3 separate regions of the Mus musculus genome follow, and regions 1 and 3 are each linked to region 2. Evidence: chromatin contacts called from public Hi-C and HiChIP or PLAC-seq data. All regions are on one chromosome and are shown on one strand. The core of a region is the stretch at or near the end of the contact, and the rest is flanking DNA. Distances in the headings are between cores, read along the strand shown.

Region 1 (4,404 bases), core at 164-2,663, 120 kb after region 2:
ATAACTACCGAGCTCCACAAAGACTTCATAATGTCTGTGTGGACAGTCAGCAAGTAATTTAGCATCTCTTTGCATGATTGTTCTCCTTCATAAAATATACGTAATAGAAGTCCTGTTTCATGGGGTTGTGGTTAGAAGGGTACCTGGCTCATGGGGAACTGTCCATACATTAGTATTAATATTGAATATTATCAGTAATGTTTTGAAAGGGCAGGACCACCATCAGCTGAATCCTTGGGAAATACTCTTGGCCTACACTGGCCGGCCCAAGCCTGAGGTTCCTTAAAACTGTTTTTCTCCTTGGCCTTGGTCAATGTGGATTCTAGCCAGCTGCTAAGACTTACTCAGCCTGCAGCCTCAAGTTGCCAGTGGGGAGCTTGGGGGAGCTGTCAGGATGACTCCCCTCCGTGGAAGGAAACACCCAGCAGCTGGGACTGATCTGTGAACTGCCCCACCCCACCCCCAGCCCCCAGCAGGGGAGCAAAGCCCGTGTGTTTTCCTCTCTTCTGGGGTGGGAGGGGGGCTGGGTTGTCTGGGGGAGACACAGTTGGAGTCTGACAGGAAACAGATGTAGTGGGGGCAGGGTTTCTCAGAGGAGTGAGGTGGCCCAGGTCAGCACTGGGGGAGGGGCAAGAGGACAGGCTCCACTCCCTCACAAGGAGAGCAAGGGGGAGGTATTCCCAAATCTCAAGCCAAAGAAAGGAACACAAGGACCCAGGAACCCAGAACGTGGCTGGTGTGTGTGCTGCAGGGTGCGATTGTTCAAAACCTATTGCCTTTGTGTACCTCAATCTTCCCAAAGCACACAGTAGGTGCTCAACAAATACTGGCTGGATGATGGTGAGTGGGAAGCATGGAGCTTCGAGCTCTTGAAAGATTCATCTAGATTGGGCTCTTCTGTGTAGAGCCAGGCTGGCAGGTCAGCAGGCTACACTTAGGCTATGCTGGTAGGATGTGGGATGGAGGAAGGCAGGGAAAGCCATCAGGGACCGAGGGGTATCTTGGCAAGATGGAAGGGACCCCATACTTAGCCTGTCCTGCCAGACACTGGCCCACACAGAAAAACTGCCACGTGTCCAGTTCCTCTGCCTCTGAGTGTGCGAACTGGTTCTGCCTTTCTGTCTAGGTCATAAGACAGTCTGTGAGTCCCCCAGACCTGCAGCCCAGATCCTCGGAACCCAGACACTAGAAGACTTGTAGAAACTGAGCTGTCCTAATTCCCTGTCCTCCCAGTCATCCACCATGGCTTACCCTTCCTGCCTACCCCACCCACACACCTCAGCTTCAGGTTCCAGAGTAGAGAGCCAGTGAAGCCTCAGAAGGGGGAAAGAATCACCCTGCAGGGAGCCTGAAAGAGCGCCCTGCGACTTCCCCCAGCCCCACCCACTGCAGGCTGCTCAGTCCCACAGCTAGCTCCACCCCTACCCAGGCCCCGCCTACCCACCTGCTTGTGCGGGTACACGTTGATGTGGCACTTGATGCACTCCTGCCCCATGTTGGCCCAAGAGTTCCCACTCATCCATTTTCTCTTGCATTTGGGGCACTTGTACTCGCCAAAGCAGCGCTTCTTGCCTTGGTACGGCGTCAGACCCTCACCTTTGGGGCGTGCCTGGAGAGACAGGAAGTAAATACAGGAAAATGAGGGCTCAGCCTTCAGCTCTCATGGCCTGCATCCCATCCCCATACTTGCTTTACGGTGTGCTGGGAATCAAACCCAGGACCTCGTGCAGACTGGACAAGCCCTCTACCCACTGAGCTACAACTCCAACCCAACTAAGCTTGGCGTTTCTGTCACGACGGCCAGCACCAGTAGCTACTGTATTCTCCTTCAGGGCTGCACGGTGGCAGAATTCATGCAAGTTCGTCGTGTGCTACAATGAGTGCTTGGTACACGTGTATACATGCCTGTATACATGCCTGTGAGTGGATTTGTAGAGTAAATTTCCAGAAGTGAAACTCCTGAGGCAAAGGTTATGAGCGCCATTTTTTAGCGATAAGACCTATTGCCGCTGCCTCAACTCCCACAATGCTTCACCAGTTTCGTGTTCCGGACCCTCTGGAGTAGAGTCCCAGAAACAACTCATAAGCTTTAAACTGTGCACAGTTCTGAGGAACAAGATGAGAGCCACATGCCTGAAGCATCAGAGGTCTCATTGCTCCGTGAGTCCATAGTATATACGCTACCCGCTACCTGCTCATTAGTTCTTCAGTGACTGCCTGATACTGATGAATGGTACCATCTACAGTGCTTATGTTCAAGTGGCTCTCATTTTACATACGAATTGACCTGAAGCACAGGTCAACCCATATTCCAAGGAGGTGTTGTAAAGTGCTTCTCTTACCTGAAAGGGGGAAATCTACCAATACCATGAAGGTCCAAGTTGCTAAAAATGTGTGTTGAGAACCAAGCCTCTGCTGGGAAATCTAAGAGAGATTCATGCTAGTTTTTTTTTCTTTATAATTATTATACATAAGTACACTATAGCTGTCTTCAGACATACCAGAAGAGGATTACAGGTAGTTGTGAGCCACCATGGTTGCTGGGATTTGAACTCAGGACCTTTGGAAGAGCAGTCAGTGCTCTTACCTGCTGAGCCATCTTGCCAGTCCCTCATGCTAGTTTTGATCTTGCCATTGTATCCCCTAGTTCCAGCCCCAGAGCAGGCATCTTGAAATGTACCTTTCTCCATGAGGGGAGACTATAGTATCACTAATCTAAAAGGTATGAGATTCTCTCAGAGCAGGTTTGACAGACATCTTTCATAACGAGCAAGAGGCATCTTTGCATGTATTTAAGAATGATTTGCTAGTGTACTCACATGCATAAAATAAATAAATAAGTCTTAAAAACAAAAGAATGGCTTGCTCATATTCCTCAGAGTATTTTCTGTGCACGTTTTAAAATATTTTCTATGCACATGCATGCAGGTGCCTGCTGCAGTCAGAAGAGGGTGTCAGATCACCTGGAGCTGGAGTTACAGGCAGCTGAGAGCCAATCAATATGGGTACTTGGAACTGTACTCTGTTCCTCTGAAACAGCTGCAGAAGGGCTTACCACTGAGCCATCTTTTCAACCCTACCCTTTTTCTTGTTGACTTGCAACTGCATTTTATATATGAAAGGACCTAGTACTCTCCTGAACAGCTTGATGTCTTTGTTGAAACATGATCCAAATAATGCATGCCTCACTCATTGAAAATGGTCACTTCAATGGTTTTTAGTATATTCAAAGTTGTGCACGGTCTGATTTTAGGATACATTTGTCACCCTCTAAAAGTCACTCTGTGCTCCTTCATGCCTGCTTCCTGTTCTACTTCTCTGTGCATATAATCTGCTTCCTGTCTCTGTAGATCTCCCTAGCTTACACTCATCCTTTTGTCTGGTTTCTTCCACTTCACGTAATGTTGTTGAGGCTCGAGCATGCTGAAACATGTGTCCATACTTCACCCTCTCTTGCTGCCTAGGAATACTCACTGTATGCCAATGACGTGACACAGGGCACTCTGGGCTGCTTCTCTGTCAGGGTTGTTATAAATGAAGTGATGTGAGCCTGCACATGCACACAGAGGAGGGTTTCTTAAAGTTGGATTTCTTACCACAGGATTTAAAACTGGGAGACAACCCAGAACTGTGGGCCGTCACCAGCGGTGGGTTTTCACTAGCTGAGGTGGAGGAGTGGCTGACCACTAGAGCCAGTGTTCACTCTTTTCAAGTCACCTCTTCTTGCCACAGCTCCCTCCACACACCTGCCCTGCTTGGCTCTTGTGGGCTTTGAGTTTGAGAGGCCTGGACAAAGCTCCGTGTGTCATCATCAAGTGTGGTATCCAGCCTGGCAGTGGCGGGATTGTCCGGCAACGTGTTAGAGAGGAAGAATCTTAAGACTCACATTCGATTCAGTGAATCAGAAACACCCCCCCCCAATTCTGTGTGTGTGTGTGTGTGTGTGTGTGTGTGTGTGTTGTATATGCATAGCTGTACCCGTGCGTGTACAAGCTAGAGGTCAAACACAAGTCTTTCTCAATTGCTCTCCACGTATTATTTTTTGTAAAAACAGTTCCCCACTGAACCTGGAGGTTACCAAGTCGGCTTGGTTGGCCATCCAGCAAGCTCCAGGAATCCTCCTGTCTTATCTCCCCTGTGCTGGGATTAAAGGCAGGTGCCACCCCCGCCAGCTCTTTCTGTGGGTACCAGAGATTAAACTCAGATCCACATGCTGTGCAGCAAGCACTTTACCCATCGAGCCATCCCAGAACCTGAATTCTGACAACCTCTACCAGGTTCAGAAAGCTGGGGCTGTGGGATGATCGTTGCCATGGTAACTCCCGGAGTGACTGCCACTTAGGAAATGGTATAGAGGTCAAAGGCAGACTCTGAGCTGGGAGGTGGTGGCACACACCTTTAATT
Region 2 (4,938 bases), core at 213-2,712:
CGGTACCTGTCTTGGTCCAGGCACAAAATCATCAAGGATGCAGAAGTGAACAAAATAGATAGAGCTGCTTTGCTGCCTTTATGGAGTACCTGGTCTAAGAGAATTAGAACCTCATTAATAAGCTCCGGGAAAGGGAAAGGCAAAGAAGTGTGGCATGTTGGCTCCTTTAGAGGCAGCTTCTTGGTCTTGACAGCACGATGTGTATTGGGAGTCTCTTGCCTGGCCCCATGCCACCTTCCCAGGGCATGAGCAAGGTCACCCCAATGGTGACCTTACCCAGCTAGACTTAAGGAAGCCAGTGCCCTTCATCACAAAGAAAGGTACAGAATCCACACTAGCTGACTTCCCTGGTGATGGAAGGAAACCAGGGCCCAGAAAAGGACGGCGACCTGCCCTTGGTCCCCCAGCAGGCCCACAGAGCTTTCTCCCTGTCAGACATCTGCTGCTCAGCTGAGCTCAGCTCCAAGGAGCCTGATTTCAACATCGAGCCTCCTACCCGGCGCCCCGCCCTGGCGGCCACCTTCAGATTTTGCCCAGACAGACATTCCTGCATGGCCTGTCTGCTCACGTCCAGAACCCTTGGAGGTGGGGGACATCTGGGACCACACTGGGGAGAGGAAGAAGCCGCTGTGGGAAATGGCACCGATAAGAAGCAGGCAGCCCGCCCGGAGAGCTCCTTCTCACCCCAGACAGGGAGAAGAGGGGAAGATGGCACCAGGTAGCAGTTTCCTGGCAAAGCTCACGGGCCTGCCGAGTTGTCTGCCCAGAACACAGAGGAGTCAGGGCATGCTCTCCTGCTCAGCCCATTGCTGATCTCTCCTTCTCTGGCACCCCAAGCAGCAAGGCCTTTAGACAGGACTCCTTATTTTCCCCACTCTTACCCCACCCCATTGCCATCGCTGCTGCCACCCTCAACTTACACACCTGGGTGACAAGTCAGTCACCACCATGCCCAGAAAGTTCCCCACCCTCTTCATGACATCTTGCAAAAAGCACAAGGCTAGGAAAGATGACTCAGGGCTGCAGAACTTCTGCTAATTTGCTTTGTGAGAAAGCGGCCCCTGAACCTCTCGGAGCTTCAGCTTCCTCATTTAAAACGGTGAGCTGCAGCCAGGTGTGGTGGCGCACGCCTTTAATCCCAGCTCTCAGGAGACAGAGGCAGGCGGATTTCTGAGTTCAAGGCCAGCCTGGTCTACAAAGTGAGATTCAGGACAGCCTCTCTACACAGAGAAACCCTGTCTTGAAAAACCAAAAAAAAGAAAGGAAAAAAAAAAAAAAAGATGAGCTGCTAGGGGGCCTGGGTTGCAGCCCTGCCTGGTCCCCCACCTGGCTGGTGTGCATTGTCACATCCAGTCCTTTCCCTATCTGAACCTCACTTTTGTCCTGTGCAAAGTAGGTGCTATTCCCCAGGCTGCCTCGAACAGACTGGGAAGTGTACAGTAACACAAGCAGACAGACAACAGACAGACAGACAGACTGCTCTGGCAAGAAAGGAAATTGCATTTCCAAATTCAAGGAACTTATGTGGGTCTAGGCCTGAAGCCATCTGGAAACCTTCATCAGGCCTGTGTCCTGGGAGAAGCAATACCCTCCCCCCAGCCCCTCTCCCAGGACTGCTGTGCTTTGAATGTCTCAGCTGCCTCTGTACCCCTCCCTTCAAAAGCAACTCTAGCAATGGGGAAAGATTCATTAGAGGCCTGACTCATGTGGCTTGTACCCACTACTTCCCGGCCCCTTTGTTGGCCAGTCTGAGCTTCCTGTTCAAATAGACTTCCTGGGAAATAGCTTGTGTTCTGCCAGACAGCAGGCTGGCAACCTAGTCCCTGGATAGGCAGGCACAGGTAGCCAGGACATGCAGATCTCTGGAGCCTGTGATTAGCCAGTGTACACTCACTCATTTCTTCGCTCCTTCATTAATTCAGGTAGCTATTTGTCTCCTTTATACAAAGAGTATTTATTATCTTGTAAGGACACATAGATGCTGTTCAAACAGCGTGTATCAGACAAGGATTCCAGTTGACAAAGATCCCGCCTTTTAGCCAGAGAGGCAGAAGTAAACAAAATAAATACTTGAAACATCAGTGTGGCAAAGCTAAGATAGAGAAGAAGCACGGGGTGAGGTGGGAAGGATTATAGCTTGGAACAGTGTGGCTGAGGAAGGACTTTCAGCGAAGGGAGACCCTGCAAGAGGGAGCCAAGTCAGGATGGCTAACTCTGGAGTCAGGCTGCAGCAGGGTCAACAGAGGCACTAAGGAAATGGATTTAGAGCAGTGACTGGCCACAGAAGCTGAGACCCACATCATAAGCCATAATCAGGACCGAGTCAGCAAGAACCTCTGGAATCATGATGGGCTGTGACTTAGATTTCAAAGGGATCACCTCATGGTAGTTTTCTGGGCAACCACTAATAAAGGGCCCAACACATGTACCATAATGGTGTGCATTAACTATCTCATAGTTTGGGGGCCCAAAAGACCCAAAACCAAAGTGTGGGTCCTGTCAAGCTCCTATGTAGGTACCAGGGAAGGAGGGCTCCTCCAAGCTGCTAGAAGTGTCTTAGCTGGTGCTACAAAACCACTGCAGGCTCTGGAGTCTCCACGGTCCTTCTCACTCCTCCTTGAAGAGGGTACCGTCTGCTTGTTGTATCCAAATGTCCCAAATGCTCTCAAGGACACCAGCCATGCTGGACCAGGGCCCACACTCATGACCTCATCTTAACTTGATCTTCAGCAATGCTGTTTCTAAATAGGGTTTCCTTCACAGGTCCTAGGGACTTCAACAATTGGGGAAGCATACAATTTACCCCAATACCATGACTTCTCAACCTATCTCAACTGTCTTAGTTGGGTTTTTCACTATAGGACCTGCTGTTGGGTGTTCTCACTCATTTGAAGTCCAGTAGATTCTGAAAACCCAGCTAGCATGCCTAGTGTTTGGCTCTTAAACCTCTGCCTCCTGAGTACCTCAGGGAGTCCAGGAACACAGCAACTCGATTCTTGCTTCTCCTCCAGCCCTGGGGGCAGCTCCCGCCCTTGCAGGCCAGGCTCTCCATCAGCATCAGTGCTACTGAGGGGGTCCTCACAAGTATAGAGCCTTAGCCTGGACCCCTTGCCAGCTGAGCAGGTAGGGGGCAAGCAATTCCCTAAGACTAACAGGGCCATTCTGAGCCAGCTCCTAAATGCCCACCTCACTCCCCCTTCCCCCACTGCCTGCCCTGCAGAAAGCTTTCCTGGATCTCCAATAACCTGGAAATTGTAGGGTTTCTCGGACATGCTGAGTGGAGGTGAGGGACAGGGGGCTGGTGTTGTTTTCAAAATGAAATGATTATAGGATTTGGGCAGGAGCCAAATGCAGGGTTCTGAGAAGGCTGCCTGGGTCTGGGATGAGGAGCCGTGCTGGGGGTGGGGCGGGGGGGGGGGGTGATTCCCGGAAGGGGCAGGGGATACTATAATGGGAGGAGGGAGGTAATGAGGTCTCCTTCCTGTGTCATCTCAGGTCGAGCTGCCTCTGTCAACAGCAAATAGGCCAAATAGCAAGTTGGAGTTTAAAAAGAGATACTCTAGGAGCTATATAAGAGTTCTGCACACTGTGCTGGCTGTGTGGCCCAGGTGGGCACCATCAGTGCTGAGTCTAGGCATCCCGTGCCAGACAGTATAATGTGCAGCATGCTGAGGATGTATCAAGGCTGAGAAGTAGCTTAGATACTTAGCAAACTTCACCTGGTCAGTCTATCCCCATTTTACCTTCCATGTGGCACATAATAACTCCTGACCCAAGAGGGTGGTAAGGATACTATAAGTTAGTGCTCAGGACATGATGAAACCCATACAGCAGCCAGCAAGCATTCAATGGCCAGGTGTCAGTAGGAATAGAAGGGGAGCCCAGCCTGGTGGCCCTGCACTGTGTCCCTGGTATAGGCGACCTTTTAGGCTCCGTACTGGTCACGAGCCAAACATTGCCTGTGCCTTCCCTCTTCAAGAGTAAGAGGGACTCATCAGGGCTGAGAAAGGAGAATGGCAGGGGAAACAGTGCTACAAGGATGTCCTTTGTGTCCTGACCATGCAGAAGGAGACAGAAGCCCCAGGATTGGTGGTTCCCAGAGGCAGAGCCCACTCCTGGAGGTGACTCACACTCAGTGTTGTCATTTGATCCTTAGCTGTCTGTATGTCTGGTGCCCTGTGACCCAGTCTCTTTATGGTGCTCCGGAGCAGCATTCCTTTCTGTCCCCCCTTGTTCTTCTCCACGCTTCCCAACGACCAGGTACACACCCACTTGCCATCTCCCTGTTAACCCTACCTTCCCAGTTAGTGCCTGAGTACACAGAAGTGACATCTCTCCAGGTCATCAGAATTCTTGTCAATCCCTCTGAGTCAGCAAACTGCCTGGGTTAGAAGTCTGGGACTTCTCTGGGACTCAGAACCCAGTGCCCAGAATCTGAGCCACATCAAGGCTGGTTGTTCTCCCTCTCCTCATCTTGAGAGTTTGGCTTGTGCATGACAGGCCTGCCTGCCCACTTAGTTAGCCTTCCTTCCTTTCTTCCTAACTTCCTGATGGCCTTCGAAGCCCCTAGACTTACCATATCACTACCAAAAGAAAAAAGAAAAAGAAAAAGCTGTAAGTGGGAAGTGACCCACTTTTGACCCCTGGTACATGCATCCCAGGTAGATGCCTTGGTCCCTTGTCTTATTGGAACTGATTCTAGCTCATCCATGAGCTGAAGGAAGTCAGTCCTTTGACCCAAGCTTGGGACTGTGGTGTCCTGGCTACATTATCTCCCTTCTCACCCCTCCTCTAGAGGGTCCTTCAGGGGGCGGGCTCCCCACTGCCAGAGGATAAAGCATCCCCGACTCCGGAGCCAGCCAGCCATGCCACAGCACTGTATTTATTGGCGGCTCCTCTTCACTCAGGCCCACGACAGGAGTTCAGACCCCCGCGAGA
Region 3 (4,850 bases), core at 1,397-3,896, 130 kb before region 2:
TGGTTTTGTCTTTCAGGCTCTTCCTGTCACATTCATTCACTACTGAAGGTGGAGCCCTGTCCAGGGAGGTGGGGGCAGCATGGACGTGAGACATGTGTCCTCTCTAGCCCGCCTTCCACTGGCACTCGCCCGAGTCTAGCTTGCCCCTCACTGCCCACTGCCATCTGTCCAGGCCCATCCCACCCAAACAATCCCAGGCTCCAAAGCTCAGGGCTCTCTGTAAGAAGCTCTGGGTTTGGAATCAGAGCTGTTGGCATTGCTTCCTGCTGTGGCATCCCTTGTGGCTGTTAGGAACATCGGACAGGAGGCCCTACCCTTGTCAGGTGCTATGCAACAGCACTGTGTCAGAGAGCACAGAGTGTTATTACCACGTGCACCAGTAATAACATCAGCCCTTCATCTACACAGTGGGTCTAAACCAGAGGGACAGGTCGCTAGTTGAGCTGGAACTGGAACCCAGGCATCCCAACCATGCCCTCCACTGGAGTGAGTAAGGCTCAGGTACAAGGCTCCCCTGCTTGGGATTTCTGCTTTGTCTCATAGAGGTCTGGCTTACCCTGACCCCGCTCTCCAGAGCTGTTGGGCCTGGGGCAAGCATGAAGGTGTTTATTCACTGTGGTGTCTGGGGTACTGTTGGTCCCTTAATTGTAGCCTGCCCACGGCTGCCATCCTCTGGTAAGACACTTCAGTACATGTGGGGGGTTCCCCAGAAACCACTGCCACCCCCCTGAGACTCCTTGCCCATGTGTCTGGCCTATTTAGCCACCAAATGTTGCTTTGTCCTAAACCACAGTTTGGATTTGTTGCTGCAGTGTCAGGTGACATGACCCCTCCCGGAACCCACAGATCCAGAGATGATTTAGTGGGTGGGATCAGGGGGTAATAGAGGAACCTGTCCATCATACCTTCCTTCTCTTTCCAGATAGGGAACTGAGGCTCAGAGAGGGGAAATAAAACTAGCAAGGTGCTGGGTGCGCCTACCCTAGCGCTCTGGCCTCCCTCTGCCTCCATTCTCCACTCTCTGAGGCTGGCCTTCTCCCTGCTGGACCAAGTGCATGCAGGATGGGGAGACGACAAGCAAAGCAGCAACCTGTGCGCAGTTCTCAAGGTTCTTAAAGCCTTCATTCACTTAGGCTGCTTCCCTGGGACAGTTAGGGAGCGTCTCTCACTAGCCTGAGAACCGGGCTGTGGATTTGTCCAGTCCCCAGTCCTGTTCCCCTCGGAGAGAGTGGTTATCTAGAATCCTTTAGGGTTGTCACCTGTACTGTCACTGCTACAGTACCTACTCTGTCAGCACGCCCATTAGACACTTGAAATTGGGAAGGGGCCTGGGCATCTGGTCCACACTTTGCATTGTGGTCTCGATCTTCCTTTTTGGTCAGTGATCAAGCCTTCATCTTCTCTGCTTTCTGTGCTGAGTTCTAGTCCCCCCACTACCATTTTCTCTCCCTCCCTCCCCTCTTTCCTTCATAGTACTGGGGATCAAACCTGGAGCTTTAGCCACGCTAGGCAAGTACTGTACCACGGAGGTCCCCTCCCGGACTTGATGAGACTTTCTGAGGTTCAGGCCTGGCATTCACTGTACAGCTGAGGATGCCTTGAATTCTCCAACCTCCAGCTGCCATCTTCCAAGTGCTGGGACCATAGGCAGGTCCCACACATATGGGTTATTCAAGGTTGGGGGTCAAATCCAGAGTCATGTGTCTTAAGCTACATGCCAATCCCTACTAATTTCTTATTTGGTGACAAGGTCTCTCTTGGTTGCCCAAGCTGACCTTGAACTGACACTCTGCAGTACAGGTGGGGCCTTTCACTTCCCTTTCACCTGTCTCAGCCTCCCAAGCAGCTGAGCCACCAGGCTCACACAGCACACTGCAGCTTTTGAAGGTGAGAGGTACCTCAAGGCCGGAGCCTTGACATTTTCTCTAGCCTCTTCATTCGGTCTGGTGAACGTCTACTCATCCCTGAGAAGTCAGGTCAAAAGCTGTACCCCTGAGCTTGTCCCCTGATAGTATCAGATGCTGGGAAGGTTCTCCACTGAAGGCTCTCCCTCCTCCCTCCCCTCTGCTCTCTTTCTTAGTTGCTTGCTATCATCCTAGGCTGGGGCTGGGACTGGGTCTCCCTTCACACTCCCTTTCTCCGTCCGTCTGTCCGTCCATCCATCCCTGTCCTCACAGGTTGGCCCAGGGCCTGCACAGAGGAGGTAACAAAAACATTTCAGTGTATTCCTGGAGCAGTAGCTAGTTACTATGGAAACAAGGAAGTGTTGCAACTTCCTGAACTTGAGGTTGGGGTCAGAGAAGGCAGCTCTGTCTTGGTTCCATGAGATGGACCCAGGATGACTGTCCTGGGGTTCTTCCTAACTCCAAGTTGCCTGTGGCAGGCACTTTCCAGTCTCTGAGCCTCAGTTTACCCTTCAGGAACATGTAGGCATGGGGATACTTAGCTTGCTGTCTTAATCTGTCTTCTCATGTGACAGGTGGTCCCTTTGCCCTCTTCAGGCCTGTCTCCCACTTTTGCTCATCTATTTCCCTAAAAAGATATGTCATCAAGTGTCTAGATCCAAGTGTCTGTAGCCTGATTGCCCTTGCCTGCACCTTGAGACTGCAGGGACACAAAGAGGGAAGTCCCCACAGCCAGGGTTGCAGAGAGTAGAGCACGAGGTGGGTGGAGGGGTTGTCAGCAAACCAGGCCAGCTGACTCTGGTCTGAGCCAGCACATGCCCTGGGTCATTTTCCCTCGCCCTGAAAGTGGCCTGAACCAGTATGGGTCAGGGTGGCCCTTAACTTTGCTGGACACTGCCAGTTTTGCCTTCTGGTGTCATGCTATGGGGGGACCCTGCCCTGCCCTGTCCCAAGTAGCCTCAGAGGATGTCCCCTGCCCACAGCAGTAGGTGAGCAGCGTGTTCTCACTGTTTCCTCTCTCTGCCTGATCGCTCAGAGTCTCAAGTCAGCCAAGCTCAAGCTGCAGCCTCCCCCGCAGCCCTGCAGCCCAAGCAGGTGCATTTGAGCTCAGCCTTGTCCACACAAGACAAAGAAACCAGACTGAGAGTCAAGCAGCCCAACCCAGCCCAGGCACCCACTGCTGTGCATAGCTGACCCCAGGCTAAATCGACATCAGACTTTGGCTGCCCCACACCCACTTTGGGCCCTTTATGCCTTTAGAGGTAGACCAGGTTTCCCCCAGGTCTGGGACTAGTAGGGCCTGGAGGAAATGGTTTCACATCTTCTCCAGCTCAAATTACTGATCTATAAAATAGGAAGGGAGTGAGGCTGAGTAGGCTGGGGCAGGCTGCCTGAGTTCTCTGGAGCCCAGTTACACTCAGTGGGCAGGCAGTTGCAGGCTAGAGTCTGGAACCTGGAGACATCTGGGAATTTTTTGGGGGGTGGTGGTGGGAAATATAAGTCCAAGTGCTCTGGTGTATGTAGCTCAATAGTAGAATGCTTATCTAGCAGTCTGAGGTTCAAAGTTCTACTCCAACATGAATGAAGTGGGAAGGGAGGGAGAAAAGGAGAGAAGGGAGGAAGGGAGGAAGAGAGGAAGAGAAGGAGGGAGGGAGGGAGGGAGGGAGGGAGGAGCAATGCTGTTTTGTTTTTGTTTTTGTTTTCTGTCTTAGGGAACCAGCAGTCACTCGAATAGGTCTTCCTTCCCTTCAGTTCCCAGCTGTGTTTCCTACCCCTGGAAACAGCCCTGACCAGAGTCTACTAACTAGTTAGTCACTCACTCCTGCTACCTCACAGCCTCGTGATCTGGACAAGCCCTATGCTCTCCCTGCATTGTGGGACCCTGAGTCCATGCCTGCGTCTGGAATGCTGTTGGAAGCCTGTTCGTGCCTTTTTGTTACCAAGTAGGCAGAATCCTCACACTAGACGCCCCCCTCCCCCCCAACCCCACACAGGTTTCATGTCAGGTCTCCCTTCTGGAAGAGTCTCACTTTGTGGGTGACAGCGGGTCTGTGTTTCTTGTTGAGGCTAGGAGATCACCTCAGATCATTCCTCAGGCGCCATTCATCTTTTCCTGTTAAAGGATCTGCTATTAGTGAGGAGACATTTGTGTGCCTGGTGTGTGCTTATGTGGATGCGTATGCTACGGTGCATGTATGGTGGCCAGAGGGTCTATGAAGTCGGGATTGTGAAGTGCTGGGATTGAACTCAGGCCACGAGGTTTGTACAGCAATACCCTTTACCAGCTGAGCCATCTACTCGGACCCATTGAGGTTGTTTTGGTTTGGCTTTGAGTGGGAGTCTCTCACTGACTTGCCTCTCCAGCACTGGAATGACGGGTGAAACAGCCCTTTTTACGTGGGTTCTGGGGAATCAGAGTCAGGCCCTAAGCTCTTAACCCTCTGAGCCATCTTCCCAGCCCTGGGCTGTGTGCACAGCCACAGAAACCAGTTCTTTACAGCTTGACAGTGAGAGACTTACTTGTCTGTTCGCTGAGGTCCCCTTGGGGGCCCACTAGCTTTCTGCCTTCTTCCTGCTTTGAGATGTGTCCCCAGACAGTGCCTGGGTCAGAGAAACCCTGAGTCAAGCTGGGTGTAGCCACGAGTGCTTAGAAGGAAGCCTCTACCATCATCCGGATGGCTCTGCTGCACAGAACACCCAGATACTCAGCGAGTGGGGTCCCCAACATGGTTCCCACCTTTTTGGGATCTTTAAAAAAATGTCATCTTTCTTTTTTTCCAAGTCCCAAGACTATCACTGATTCTTTACCGTTGGCTAGCATCCAGCTTCAAACCGGTGCTTTCTGTTTCTGCCTGAGTAGTGCCTTGATTTGCCTTGTTTGAACAGCTACTTTAATTTTTTCTCTTTGGGGTCCCTTCTAGTGATAAGTACACGCCTTATTTTATT

The links. A called contact is a pair of places that touch in the nucleus more often than the background predicts. HiChIP or PLAC-seq counts read pairs in DNA pulled down with a chosen protein or histone mark.
Region 1: a contact with region 2 is called in an H3K27ac HiChIP or PLAC-seq map of microglia, with 4 times the contacts expected there. The contact joins two enhancer-like sites. A contact is called at or near these places in 2 of 115 datasets of contacts at active chromatin or transcription factors (embryonic stem cells and microglia).
Region 3: a contact with region 2 is called in a Hi-C map of bone marrow-derived macrophages, with 1.7 times the contacts expected there. The contact joins two enhancer-like sites. A contact is called at or near these places in 24 of 484 Hi-C or Micro-C datasets (B cells, CD4 T cells, the HL-1 cell line and 15 more), 13 of 115 datasets of contacts at active chromatin or transcription factors (the 230-238 cell line, CD8 T cells, the HPC-7 cell line and 7 more) and 3 of 9 other capture datasets (adipose tissue, liver and pancreatic islet).

Annotation. Positions count from the first base shown.
Region 1 is chr14:25,718,183-25,722,586 of GRCm38.p6, forward strand. It overlaps Zcchc24 (zinc finger, CCHC domain containing 24), which reads right to left. Exons shown (of 4, transcript NM_001101433.2): 3 at 1,445-1,609. Among named protein-coding and RNA genes, the nearest start is that of Ppifos, 19 kb to the left of the region's middle. Within about 2 kb of position 1,414, at least 83 of the 459 cell types and tissues checked have an H3K27ac peak or open chromatin away from gene starts, as enhancers often do. A contact at or near this core is called in microglia, where this site is marked.
Region 2 is chr14:25,599,534-25,604,471 of GRCm38.p6, forward strand. All of the region lies in intron 6 of Zmiz1 (zinc finger, MIZ-type containing 1), which reads left to right. It overlaps Gm45915 (predicted gene, 45915), which reads left to right and starts at 3,980. Exons shown (of 1, transcript NM_001309430.1): 1 at 3,980-4,938. The coding sequence starts at 4,014. The coding sequence ends at 4,391. Within about 2 kb of position 1,463, at least 57 of the 459 cell types and tissues checked have an H3K27ac peak or open chromatin away from gene starts, as enhancers often do. A contact at or near this core is called in the HPC-7 cell line, bone marrow-derived macrophages, conventional dendritic cells and 3 more, where this site is marked.
Region 3 is chr14:25,470,470-25,475,319 of GRCm38.p6, forward strand. The region is part of intron 1 of Zmiz1 (zinc finger, MIZ-type containing 1); the gene reads left to right. Among named protein-coding and RNA genes, the nearest start is that of Zmiz1, 14 kb to the left of the region's middle. Within about 2 kb of position 2,647, at least 170 of the 459 cell types and tissues checked have an H3K27ac peak or open chromatin away from gene starts, as enhancers often do. A contact at or near this core is called in the HPC-7 cell line, bone marrow-derived macrophages, conventional dendritic cells and 3 more, where this site is marked.